4 separate regions of the Mus musculus genome follow, and all the other regions are linked to region 2. The links are chromatin contacts, called in public Hi-C and Micro-C maps. All regions are on one chromosome and are shown on one strand. Each heading gives the region's core, a stretch centred on a gene start, on an enhancer-like site or on the middle of the called end of the contact. The rest is flanking DNA. Distances are from core to core; before and after follow the strand shown. Region 1 has its middle 29 kb from the start of Speer4f1. Region 2 holds the start of Sema3c (sema domain, immunoglobulin domain (Ig), short basic domain, secreted, (semaphorin) 3C). Region 3 overlaps Sema3c (sema domain, immunoglobulin domain (Ig), short basic domain, secreted, (semaphorin) 3C). Region 4 has its middle 20 kb from the start of Speer4f1.

Region 1 (3,046 bases), core at 460-2,959, 69 kb before region 2:
TGCTCTTAAATGCTGAGCCATCTCTCCAGCCCCTGGTTTAAACTTTTAAAATTATTTTGGATAGTGATCCTTGATCACATGAGCAACTGGCAGGAATTTTCTTTAGAACACAAGATGTAGTTGCATTTCCCAGTATACACAGGATTGAGGCTCAAGCCTTAGTATAGCTAAAAGAAAAATAAAGTCTGTTAAATCAACCATTTTGGAACATAAATACAATCCCAGTCCTCAGGAAACTGATGCAGAAGGACCATATATTCAGGGTCAGACTGGGTTATGTAGTGAATTATGGACTGGAAAAACACACAAACACACAAACAAACAAAAAACCCACAACAAAACAAACTACCTTCTCTCATTCTATTCATCCCTTCTGTTGATTGTATATAAAATTTTAATTTGGGTAACTGTGTTTTTCAATTCTCAGATTTGGTTCCTGGGCTCTTTGAGTTATGTCCAGGTAATCACTGGCTGTGATGATATCTTTAAGACTCTCTTATGTGTTAGACTAGAATTTTAGTTTCAGAATTTTAGGTCATCATTAAAATCTTGGCTCCATTTTAATTTGATGTTTCTACAGCATGAGCAACGAGGGTCAAGGGTCAGTCTCCTATTTGTGGATATCATACTCTTAGTGATGTTTACTGGGATGCCATGTCTCCAATCTACATTTTTGGCACTTCTATCAGGAGTTGTTTTTTTCTGTTCTGTTTTGTTCTGTTCTGTTCTGAAAAAAAGACCTGTTTTCAGTCTGACATTCCTTCTCTTTGATCTTACTGGTTGTTGAGACATTTAGCATGTTTCAGAACTGACTCATTCGACTCTTTATTCCTAGAACTTATGACAAGTCCTTTTTGAAAATTGCTACCTTTTTGCTGGCTCTTTTCAATTGTATTTTCAATTTCATTTAATTATTTTTCCTTATTATGATGTGCTTCATTTAACTTTTAGATATTAATCATTTTGGATTTTTTAAAATACATTTATTTGGTGTATGTGGGGGGGCATATATATGTGCACTTCCCATGGCTTGTAAGAGAAGGTTAGACACAACTTGTATAACTTGGTTTTCTCCTTCCATCTTGTGAGTCCCAGAGATCAATAAACTTAGATCCTCAAGCTTAGCAACAAATACTTTTACCTACTGAGCCATCTGGCCTTCTCTCTTTTGAACTTTTTATCAGGCATTACATAGATGTGATTGATATCTATACATTAGAGATTGCCAACTCTGGTGTTACTCATGTTATTCTACTGAGGTTTACATGTTAAATTACATGCATACAGTTAACCACTTTTATGTGTCAGCCTTCTTAATAGGTGACTTTCTCCAAAAAAGGCATCTTGAATGTGTGTAGTGTGTTTAGATAATGTGTGCCTAAAGTCAGAATAATATAACCCCACCCTCTCTACAAGTCACAAGGAATGGCTGTACTCTAGTTTAGGTAAGTGATGTACAGGGAAAAAGTACTGGTAGTGCACCCAGAGAGACTATTCCTAGATAGAAAAGGTGGCCTTGATCACAGGAGTTTTCTTTTGCACCTTGGTAGTTTCTCTGTTACTCTCAGGAGTTTCAGTTCCTATGGAGGTGCTGACCCAAGTGCAGGGCCTCAGGCAACTTTAACAATTGGAGAAGGAATGAAGCCTGAGGTTTCCCAATCTTTCCACTGCAATGCTTGCCAGTGATCATTAAGTGGGAGTGGATGTCATCTGGAGCCAGGTAACATTCCTTTTAGCTGAGGCACTTGCTGGGGCAAGGGAGAGTAGACTGTGGCTGGTACCAGGAAAGATTTCTCTTCAGACCTTCTTTAGCTGTGCTCTCCAGATTAATGCACATTAGCCTTGCTAGGGACTCCTTAAGTTGAGCTCTTTGAGGAAAAGCTATGGAGTTCTCTCCCATTTGGTTAGTGAGTGCTTTTTACAGCACTGAGTGAGTGAGGAGGTGGGATGGGCTGGCTAGTCAGCTACCTGAAGTCCTGTGAAGCCACATGGCACTGATGCAGATACTTAGTCTCAGATGCCAGGCTTGCAATAGTGTTCATGAGGATGTCTCCTTTGCTCCTTTCCATGTGTCCTTTCCTGTTCCTTACACTACAGCACTGTAGATACTAGAGCCATTCCATTAAGCCAAGAGAACTTTGAGGTAGAGTTACCCTTCAACCCAGGACAATGTACCATTATGAATAACCAAATCTGAACTATCCTGAAGCATCCCAAATTCCAATAGGTTCCTTTCAAAGCATGGGAGATTGTTTTTTGTTTATATTTTTGTTTTGTTTTGCTATAAAATGAACTTCGGTGGGACCTATTCAAAATGCTAAAGACACATATTCTTTCTCTCAACAACTCATCTAGGGCAGATCTGGTGTTCCAGCCCATCCACGCACTCCCAGAAACAGCACTGTTTGCCCCCAGAAGGCAATCTCTAACCCATCTTACAGAGGTCTTCCTTCCTACAAGGAAGGGCTGGCTCTAGTCAGAGACAAGCAAGGTCAGTTAACATCAGACATAACTAGATGGCAAGAGGCAAGCAGAACAGCATAGGCAACAGAAACCTGTACCACTTGGCATGATCAGAACCTAGTTCTACCACAGCAAGCCCTGCATATCCTAACATGCCTGAAAAGAAAGATAATGAACAAAAATCCCATCGCATGAAGGCGATAGAAGACGTTAAGGACAAAATAAATAATTCCTGTAGAGAAATACAGGTAAACAGATAGAAGCCCATAGAGGAAACATAAATCTCTTAATGTAATACAAGAAAACACAATCAATCAACAGAAATTAAATAAAACCATCCAGGATCTAAAAATGGAAACAGAAACAATAAAGAAACCACAAAGAAGTCAACTCTGGAGATGAAAAACCTAGGAAAGAGATCATGAGCTACAGATGCAAACATCACCAACAGAATACAAGAGACAAAAGAGAAAATCTCAGGCATAGAAGATACCATAAACGTTATTGACACAACCTGCAAAGAAAATGAAAAATTCAAAAAGGTCCTAACCCCAAATATCCAGAAAATTCAGAAAGCAATGAA
Region 2 (3,187 bases), core at 661-3,160:
CTTTAGGCCTATTCCACTCAACCATGGCATTCTTCATGTTTGTGAAAAAGGTAGGCGTTTCCTCTTTTGTAAGTCTGGAAAGTATATACAGTGGCAGTTATGGTATAGTGTCCCCAATCCAGGCACATTCTCTTGGTTGGTTCATGAGGACTGTGAGTGACACCTAGGCTGACTGGCTATTATGAACGTTGGACCAAGGGACGTGAAAAGACAGAGATATAGATCTTCTGACCCCCCGTACTTTGGGTAATTATTTAGAGGGGGGTTGAGGGGTTATATGCTAGTTTTATCTTTAGTTTATAAAGATACTTCATACCGTTTTCCACAATAGTTGCCCTAATTCGTATCATCTCCCAGTCTGTGCAAACTGTCCGCAAGTTTTTTCTTCTTTCTTTGTGGTATTAACCATTCAACAGCTTTGAAGTGTTATCTCCCTGTGGCTTTCATTTGGATTGCTCAAGTGATGAGTGGTGTGGAGCCTTTTGTAGCATCTCTTGCCCATTCATGCATGTTTTTTTGAGGGAATCTACTTAGGTTCCTTGTCTACTATGTACTTAGCTGTATACCGCAGAGATAGTCCACCTTAAAATGCAAACCATCTCAGGCAGGCGAATCTTGCAACGATTATGAACTTCTTTAACTTGATTTTCACATATCTCAAATATATGGCAAAAATCAGACAATCCTACCTACTGGACATCAGAGGCGGTGTCTACATAGATACAAAGATTCTGCCCTCTAATCACTAACTCCGGCAACTCTCCTTCTTGGGTCCGACTGAGCGGGAATTCTCTTTTGTAATCTTAGAGGTGTTTCCCGCGACAACTTTGATAAGAATGTAAAGATTCTACTTCATTTTGTAAGGCAACTGAGGAAATACACAGGGAATAAATTGCACTCAAGGGTCCCTCACACAGTGACACCTACTGGGCTGAAGCGAACAGTGATTTTTTTTTTTTTAAGCCAGCTCTGCTCAGTTTACAAGGAGTGAAAGTCTTTTCTTTTGATGTTCAATCATTTAATTCAGTCTAGTCAGAAGAAGAAACCCCCTTCCACACACACACATCAAAGTCAGTTGCACGGCTTAACGAGTTTTCCTGAAAGCAGGGCTGCAAATAACTCGCCTGTGTGTAGATTTATGAGTCTCAAAGTGTTGGGACCATTGGAAACAGCATTCTTGAAAACAAAACAAAAACGTGAAAATTCTTACAACTTCTGTTTTGGGAGTGTCCCGGAGAGGAAGGTGCTGGATATGATTCAGTGTGGAAAGGTCAGCATAATTACTGATTTCAGGACGTTAGGGAAACGCGGCAGGAAACAATACTCAACAGATTACACTTCTGGGAAAGGGGGTTACCGTACGTTACTCTCCCCTAGCTTTAGAAATTTTGCTTCAGGGTGAAGACAAGATCCGTGCCCGTTTAAAACGGTAACTCTTTGCCTTAAAAGGATGCAGGGAATCTTCCTCTGGCAAAACAACTGCTTTGCACTCGGATATTTACAGCGTAGCCAAGCCTGCATGCTTTTCAAGAGGCGCGCATAGCAAAACTGGCTGAGCGCGCTCAGCGACTGTTCACTGCCAAAGGCAGCGCTACGGAGAAGAGTCTAGCCTGCAGCAGAGCCTTCCCGCGCCCAGGCCAGCCTGTGCTCCGCCCTCAGGCTCGCTGCCACCCGCGGCCAGGCGCTCCCTGGGTGGGGCGGCGGCCCGTGCAGATGCGGCGGGCCACGCGGGGCCGCTGCTGCAGCCGGCTGGGCGGTGCGCCCGGGCAGCCTCAGCCGCGCGCCGCGTCGCTGTAATCGGACACCGAGCGCTCGCCCCCGGCGCCCGGCCACTTGCCATTCACTCCGCGGTGCGGGGTTGAGCGACGTGGAGAAGGGCTCCGGGTGCCGCGGCTCTGCCGCCCGGGATTCTGCTACAAAGAAACTCAGCACCGGCCGGCAGGAATCCCACCCTCCGGACTCACTAAGTCTTTAAAGGTCTTCTGGGGAAAGGACCTAGGGGACTGGAAATCCAAGCCCGGAGCAAGTGGCTGACTTCTCCTGGATCTTTTCCCACCTCGGTAAGCCGGACTCAGATTTTCAGTCTTACTCAGTTACTGAAATAGAACTTTTCTGGGTCTGTGTACTGACTTGTTTTTCCTTTGGTGTGCTCAAGTCTGAGTATTTTCTTAGGAGCCCACGCGACTCATGAGGAAAGCGCTCCGGGAGGAGCTGAGCCTGACTGGAGGCTGTGGCACCTGCCAAGACTTTAAGTTGCTCCAGTGCCTTCTAAGGGGAAAAACACCGGTGGAAGCTACATAATATATTTATACTCTCGTATTTACTCATAATAGATGACCAAGCACTAGCCATCACTTTTAAGTGTGCGAGTTAAAGGGACTAAGTTGTAAAGGACTTGGGCGGGGGATGGCAGTCACAGCCCATCACTAGGTCGGACTGAAACCAGGGTGTTCTGATAGATAGATCAGCACTGTCTGATCTCCCATGTCATCTAGGCAATGTTCTTCGCAATTTATGGAGCATATCTCTTTTAGGGGAGGCATATCGGATTATGTACTGGTAATAGCAATATGTAAAAATGTACAAATGTCTCTAACTTGGTTAATAAACAGACTAAGGTTGGACATATTAATAGTATCCCTTCCCCCTGGTTTTAACTACTAAGTCAACAAATCCCAGGGGTAAAATTCTAAGGGAAAGTCACCCATAAAAATCAATTTTCTTCTAAGTTAATTTAGGGATGACAGGGTGAAGAGGTTGTGGAAGCAGGAAGAAACTGTTTCTTTTGAAAATTACCAACACAAACATCTCTAGGGTCTCCTCCATCTGTGTGGTAGAGGCAGAGAGTTTCATGTTGCACTCTTGCAGCATATGTGCTACCAATGAGACCAGTTTAGATTTTTCTTTGAGATTGCATGCTGTGTTTAATTGTCCTTTCCTTCTGTGTCAGAGAAACAGCCTTTTCAATTTTTAACCTCACTTCCTTATTGAATAGAATCAATAATGTATTTTCAATTTAAAAAAGCCATATAACACAAGATCTGTAAGGTTGCATTTCCAGACTAGACCTGCTTGTCATTTTACTGTATAATTACACTATATGAGAAGTGATGGGATTTCTGATGGCCAGTGGGGCTCATATAGGTTTGTTCTAACAGTACCTGGCCTCCCTTTATACTTAGACATT
Region 3 (2,923 bases), core at 371-2,870, 68 kb after region 2:
AGCATCCACTTCTGTATTTGCCAGGCACTGGCAGAGCCTCGCAGGAGACAGCTATATCAGTCAGCACTGTTTCTTTACATGAGATGTTGGATGGTTCTCCTTAAGAAGATAGCCCTGATTTCTGAATCTCATAAAGAAAACAACCTTGGGAGAGTGGAGGCTGACTTTGGGAGTGGCCTTGATCCTCGGGCTAGGGATGATAAGGTTAACAGATAGAGCTGAGAAGATTCTGTAAGTAACTCCTTGTGAAAAGAGCCATTTATATCCCTACAAAATTTTACATGCAATTTGCATATCTCTTTTGCATTGAAATATGAAAAATCAGAGTTACCACAGGGATAGTGACAGAAGCCAAGCTCCTTGGCTGAGGATAATCTCACCTTCCACAAAGAACCAGGGGACTCGCTTCCCCCAGACACCTGCACTTCGTAAGAACAAATTAGGAGGATTGTTGTGGTGGTTAGACAAGACACTGCTTGTCAAATATTAATAGAATATATAGGTATTTTGTATTGATATAATGCTGGCACAAATTTTGTAGTGTGAATGGTAGATTAAAAAGCCAATTGGACAAAATCAAGGAAACTGTTTCTATTTTATCATTTACTTTTATATTGATAATAAGAATTATTTTTGTAAAAATTTTGAGGAGTTAAACTCATTTGTATGATAGACTACACCATAATAAAGATAATAAAATTATTACACCAGTTTTTATTAAGTTCAATTAGTACTTAGACAACTCAGGATTAATAATCTAAAGCCTAAACAGTACAGCAATACTTTATTTAAAACTGAAACTCCCATTTTGATGTGAGGCGCCCCAGCTAGTGTGAAGACTGAGGTCCTTCACACTTACCTCCTTACTCAGTTAGCTCCACAGTCCCAGCAGACAGGCAGTATTATAATTATTCAGATAGGGATGCTTAAGCACCCGCAGTTTAAATAACTTGCCGAAATCAGCATTGCTAGCCAAATGCAGAGCCAAGATCCAAGGATAGATCTGTCTTCCAAAGCCAGACTTTGTTCCAGGAAAATGGATTCAATTAGCAACAAAATCCATTTATCTGTATGTTTTTTTTTTTTTTGAGTAAGTTGATTTTAAACTTGGATTGTCTAAAATGTAATTTTCTGCAAAGTTTTAAAAATACACCCTTTGTTATTTTTTATGTTAATTATTGCTGAAGTAACAAAGCCTGCAGTGTATTTTAATCTGGAGAAGTACAATGTGTTCATCTGTGATGAAAATAAGCCAGAGGCAAATACCTGACAGGAACCCTGTCTGCCTATTCTTCAGCATGTACAGCAAGATGGCTGTCTAGACTTAATTGCATTAAACCACCTAGATGGTTGAGGAAACAGTGCTTCACCTCATCACAGCTATTAAAACCAGCGTTTGATCAATAAAATAGATTTTGCTTTTAAGGCTCACAGATTAAAATGGCTATAAGTAAATGGAATAAAACATTTCCATACATTAAAGTATATCCTGATTCATCAATATTCAGATTAAATTTAATATTTCTGACACTTGCTGTATCCTCTTTTATATACACTTGTTCCCATAGCTTTTGAACGGGCTTTGTTCCCTTTTGTACGTTGAAAACGAAAGGGACAGCCATGCTTAATGTTTACAGCGTGACGGCAGAAGCATTTGGTAAAATAAACTTTGAGTTCTACTTTCTGACTCTCTCCTTGAAGCACATGAAAACAATGATAAACGTTATGTTTTCAGAGCAAAACCAAAGAAGTGTAACACTGAAATTTTTGTGTGTGTGTGTGTGGGGGCGGATGGGGGGCACTGAGTGATACATTCTCAGATATCATCCTGAAAAGGAGAAAAATCAAATGTTTTCCCAGTGTAGTATGAAGGTAAGGAAATATATATGATTTAAATCCACACGGAACAAAGGTGGTTCCATTGTTATTCTGTGGATCCTTTGTTATTCTCTTGAAAATAGTGAAAAGGCAGTGAAGCACACTACCAATAGCTGAGCAGTAGACCCTGCTGTACTGACTGATTTTATGTTTTAGACTGTGTCTCAAGAGATAAAGAGAAGACAGCATGGAAAACAGAACAGGGCTCTGCGTTGAAGACTGACCAATGTGTTTAAAACAAAGTGAACTTGTTCTCTGTAGCTCTCCAAATTTGTGTCTTGTTTTAAAGCCAAGTGCAATAACTTGGCTAAACAATGAGTCACATTGAACAAAATAATATTTAGATAAAATGGCTGTCACTTTAGGGCAAATATCTCCATATCTCTTTGTTCATAATATCTGACACTTTAAATTTGAGGTGGTGCAATATGTAGTTTATTACATGTTTTCCTGTTCTCAAGTTAAAAATGGGCTTTAAAAGGCATCAAATGAAAGGGTAGTTCAAGACCTTGCAGTGATTGGGGGAGCCAGGTTGTTCAGTCCTGAGTAAAGCCGGGTGGTCTTATTTTGAAGGAATTAGAGATAGAGAAGTTTTGGCAGTGTGCAGCTCCTTTCCAGTTAGTAATTTGTGTTTCCCTCTTCACGTACTTCACTCATTTGTTAGTACCATACAAGCGAAGCCTGCTTGAGGTTGTATATGCACCACAGTGTTTTGTTCAGAAATCTCACACACCCTGAGCATTAACCAGGGGTAATTACATGTATATGAACTTACAAAACACTGAGAGACCTATCAGTACTGCCCATTTCCAGGTGAATAAATCTTTAAGAAAATTATTTATAGGTCAATATTTCCCAGATCCTTCCTATGTGTATTTTATCTCTGGAAACATGCAATAATTCTGGCATACACACAGTCTCTTCTTTACGCTCTTAATATTTCATTGAAAAAAAATCTCATACAATGTGGTCACTAGCTAAGACTGCCATTCCAAAACTTCATCCATGATTATCTTGCACCTTCTCAAGCTATTTGATGCTATTT
Region 4 (3,271 bases), core at 236-2,735, 120 kb before region 2:
TGGCAAATCTTTGTGAGAACAGCAATCTTCCTCAACAGATTACATATTAATCTCAATCATTGCCCATGAGTTATGAAAACATGCCGTATTATGGTTTTGGAAGGCTATTTTAAAACATAAATATATCTAGACTGTTGAAGAGTTCCAGTGAACCTTTACCTTTCAAGAAGACGCAGTAGGAAGTCTGTCAATAAACAATCTGACGGGCAATACCATGTTTAACTATCGTCATTGTTTGATTTTATTATATGTTTGTATCAGGAAACTGATTCACATCCTCTGCGTGTGATCTAAAATTACAGTCTTCAGTCTAAGGATAATTGTTATCAAACACCAAGTACCACATAGCAAAAAGCAATAAGGTACATGCCCAACACATCCTTCCAATCCCTCTAGTTTTCCCTTTTATTTCTTATGAAGTTTTCTTTCAACTGAAAAAAAAGTTACTAGTCATAGTATCAGATTTATTTTTTTCTATATTGTTTCTCATTCTTCTATGACTATTGGAATACTTGAATAACAATCTGATGTCAAACTGAGAAAGAAATATGATTCAGACCAAAACAGATATTGAAAACACTTCTTTTTTTCTTTCTTTCTTTTAGGGAATTCCTCATGTTTTCTGCCTTATTCACCTGTCTTGATATTGATTAGAAATTTCATAGCTCTGTTTTCAATAAATTAATAATAAAAATTTTAAAAACCCAAGGTCACTTTGTTGACTAATTTTTAAACCAACAAGAACTAGTGTAAGAAACTCCCTCCTTCATCTGCAAGGCAGCGAAGGCATCTCTTGTACCTGCACCTGGGCAACTCGCTTCCGAGATTCCAGAAATTTCCAGTCCATTGTCAGGAAATACTGAAATACTTAGGTGTCTATTCGTCATTATTATTATTATTATTATTATTATTAATTAAATCTTTTTTCTCAGTCCGTTTGCCATGCAGTCCATCCTCCAACTGCTCCCCATCCCACTCCTCCTCCCAGTCTCCAAGGGGATGTCCCCACCTCCCACCCACACTCCACCAGACCTCCCCACTCCCTGAGTCCCCAAGTCTCAGAAGGATTAAGTGCATGGTCTCTCACTGAGGCCAGACCAGGCCGTCCTCTGCTGTATATTGCCTAGTGTATGCTGTCTGGTTGGTGGTTCAGTGTCTGAGAGATCTCAGAGGTCCATGTTATTTGAGACTGCTGATCCTCCCATGGGTTCGCCCTCCTCCTCAGCTTCTTCCAGCCCTTTCCCAATTCAACCACAGGGGTCAGTGGTTTCTGTCCATTGGCTGGATTTAATTATCTACATCTGATTTTTTTCAGCTGCCTATTGGGCCTCTGGGAGGGCAGCCATGTCAGGCTCCTGTCTGTAAGCACGCCACAGCATCAGTGTCAGGCCTTGGAGCATCCCCAGAGCTGGATCCCAATTTGAGCTGTTCACTGAACCTCCTCTCCCTCAGTTTCCTCTCCATCTCTGTCACTGCGGTTCATTTAGACAGGAACAACTCTGTGTCATGTTGCCATCGCATAGTCAAGAGGTTTCTATTCTTAGTTGGTGAGCAACCATAAGTCAAACAAAATTCTTTAACTGTGAAAGTGAAGTGAATTGATATCGAAGGGAATCTTTTAGTCTGCATCAGATGGCTCCCTCCCAAGAATTTCTGCAGCCACTGAGCACCCTTTATCCATGCTCCTAAAATGACACTGTGGAAACCTGATTTTAAATACAACAGTGAAAATACGGCATTTAATTTATTCTATCATAAGTTAAAATATGTTTCATTTTCATTGCTTCCCACTGATAAATAATTTGAAGAGCAATGCTTCCTAGTTTTAATGTGTTGTTTAATATTTGGGAATGTAGGTTCTCTGTGTGTATGCAGTAATACCATAAGCTAAAAGGACGATAAAATTTATGTAGAAATAATATAATTTTAGACATAAAATAAAGAAATGACATTATATTTGTAGTAACCTAAGCAATAATCCCTGTGACAATTCTGATGTGACTCTCCAGCCTCTATGTAAACATCTCTTAATTGAAGCAGGGTATTACCTATTGCCAAGGCTGCCTGACTTTTTATTGGAAACGTCAGACTGAAGCTTTCTTATTCAATAAAGTTCTCTCCATAGAGGTTTAATTATTGACTTTCATTTGTGTTCCCTAAAACTATGCCATCCTACATAGTTAACATGTTCTCATATGATTACATAAATATGAATTTTAATGAATTCAAATGTCATAGTAGAGTAATTAACATCTTCAGACATGTTTGTCACATAGCAAGTGCTCAGTAACCATATATGGGCAGTGCCTAATCTCATGGATATTATGCGGAATATCATTACCTTTTCAGTAAGTAGTATTGATCAGGAGAGCATGAGTAAAACGTTAAAATTACATATGTCAGTTCCCTTCTAATATGATAATGCTGTGTCTTTTTGTAAGTTTAGAATCAACTAATAAATCACCTTAATTAAAAAAAATAAGCATCTTACTGTTTCATGTTTTACTTTGAACCCCAGGAGAATTTCACTTAGCAGTGCGAGACTGCCAAAGACAAACACATCAAAGAAAAACAGCCATGTTAAATAAGCAAAGGTTTTAGTTTTAAATATTAACATGAACTGTAGAAATGAGAACTATAAGATAAATGTGTAGGGAACATTAATGGTTCATTAAATCTTCATTTACAAGATTTTGATTAAAGATATGAAAGAGTATGTGAGTAAGTCATGGTCCTAGATAAGTTTCCTTCAGGAGTGAGCAGCGTGAGGAAGAAAAGCATCCAAGCCTACAAGGACACAGCCAGCAAGGAAGTGATCAGTAGGAAGGAATGTAACATGAGAAACGCTGGGCCGTGTGGACACTGCTCTGTAGACCATGGTAAGGACACTGTGAGACTATTGTAGTGTCTTGGCTGGAGAAATTACATTATCTGGTTCATTCTATTAAAGTATTGAGACTTAGTCTTTCAGCAAGAATGGGGTACATGTGTAAGACTAAAATATGGTGTTATGTGACTTGTAAAGTTCTTTCTAAACCCTCTCAACCTAAATTTCCATTGTGTCTTCTACTTAACAATCTCCCTTATCAGTGTCCCCTGGAAATGTGGTTCCAATAATAGGACACAATGTCCCAATGATGTGATAGGAGATGCTCAGGATCCTATTCCTTCTCACGATCTGTATGCCATTGTTCCAGATCTGCTGGATTGTTGTCAAAGCATTTCCTAAGTAACTTAAGTTATTATTGAGGAATTAAACACACATCAGTGT

The links. A called contact is a pair of places that touch in the nucleus more often than the background predicts.
Region 1: a contact with region 2 is called in a Hi-C map of uterus, with 2.9 times the contacts expected there. The contact joins the enhancer-like site here to the promoter of Sema3c in region 2. A contact is called at or near these places in 7 of 39 promoter capture datasets (the 3T3-L1 cell line, 3T3-L1-derived adipocytes, hippocampal neurons and 3 more), 7 of 484 Hi-C or Micro-C datasets (Sertoli cells, Th1 cells, brain and 4 more), 1 of 115 datasets of contacts at active chromatin or transcription factors (neural progenitor cells) and 3 of 9 other capture datasets (adipose tissue, liver and pancreatic islet).
Region 3: a contact with region 2 is called in a Micro-C map of granulosa cells, with 2.7 times the contacts expected there. The contact joins the enhancer-like site here to the promoter of Sema3c in region 2. A contact is called at or near these places in 8 of 39 promoter capture datasets (the 3T3-L1 cell line, 3T3-L1-derived adipocytes, embryonic stem cells and 3 more) and 9 of 484 Hi-C or Micro-C datasets (the HL-1 cell line, Sertoli cells, granulosa cells and 3 more).
Region 4: a contact with region 2 is called in a Micro-C map of the HL-1 cell line, with 4 times the contacts expected there. The contact joins the enhancer-like site here to the promoter of Sema3c in region 2. A contact is called at or near these places in 9 of 39 promoter capture datasets (the 3T3-L1 cell line, cranial neural crest, embryonic stem cells and 4 more), 4 of 484 Hi-C or Micro-C datasets (the HL-1 cell line, cerebral cortex, cortical neurons and 1 more), 2 of 115 datasets of contacts at active chromatin or transcription factors (a colorectal cancer cell line and neural progenitor cells) and 2 of 9 other capture datasets (adipose tissue and pancreatic islet).

Annotation. Positions count from the first base shown.
Region 1 is chr5:17,504,037-17,507,082 of GRCm38.p6, forward strand. No RefSeq gene overlaps it. Among named protein-coding and RNA genes, the nearest start is that of Speer4f1, 29 kb to the left of the region's middle. Within about 2 kb of position 1,710, at least 29 of the 459 cell types and tissues checked have an H3K27ac peak or open chromatin away from gene starts, as enhancers often do. A contact at or near this core is called in adipose tissue and uterus, where this site is marked.
Region 2 is chr5:17,572,906-17,576,092 of GRCm38.p6, forward strand. Sema3c (sema domain, immunoglobulin domain (Ig), short basic domain, secreted, (semaphorin) 3C) reads left to right here and starts at 1,911. Exons shown (of 18, transcript NM_013657.5): 1 at 1,911-2,060.
Region 3 is chr5:17,640,966-17,643,888 of GRCm38.p6, forward strand. All of the region lies in intron 2 of Sema3c (sema domain, immunoglobulin domain (Ig), short basic domain, secreted, (semaphorin) 3C), which reads left to right. Among named protein-coding and RNA genes, the nearest start is that of Sema3c, 68 kb to the left of the region's middle. Within about 2 kb of position 1,621, at least 5 of the 459 cell types and tissues checked have an H3K27ac peak or open chromatin away from gene starts, as enhancers often do. A contact at or near this core is called in the HL-1 cell line and granulosa cells, where this site is marked.
Region 4 is chr5:17,454,051-17,457,321 of GRCm38.p6, forward strand. No RefSeq gene overlaps it. Among named protein-coding and RNA genes, the nearest start is that of Speer4f1, 20 kb to the right of the region's middle. Within about 2 kb of position 1,486, at least 3 of the 459 cell types and tissues checked have an H3K27ac peak or open chromatin away from gene starts, as enhancers often do. A contact at or near this core is called in the HL-1 cell line, where this site is marked.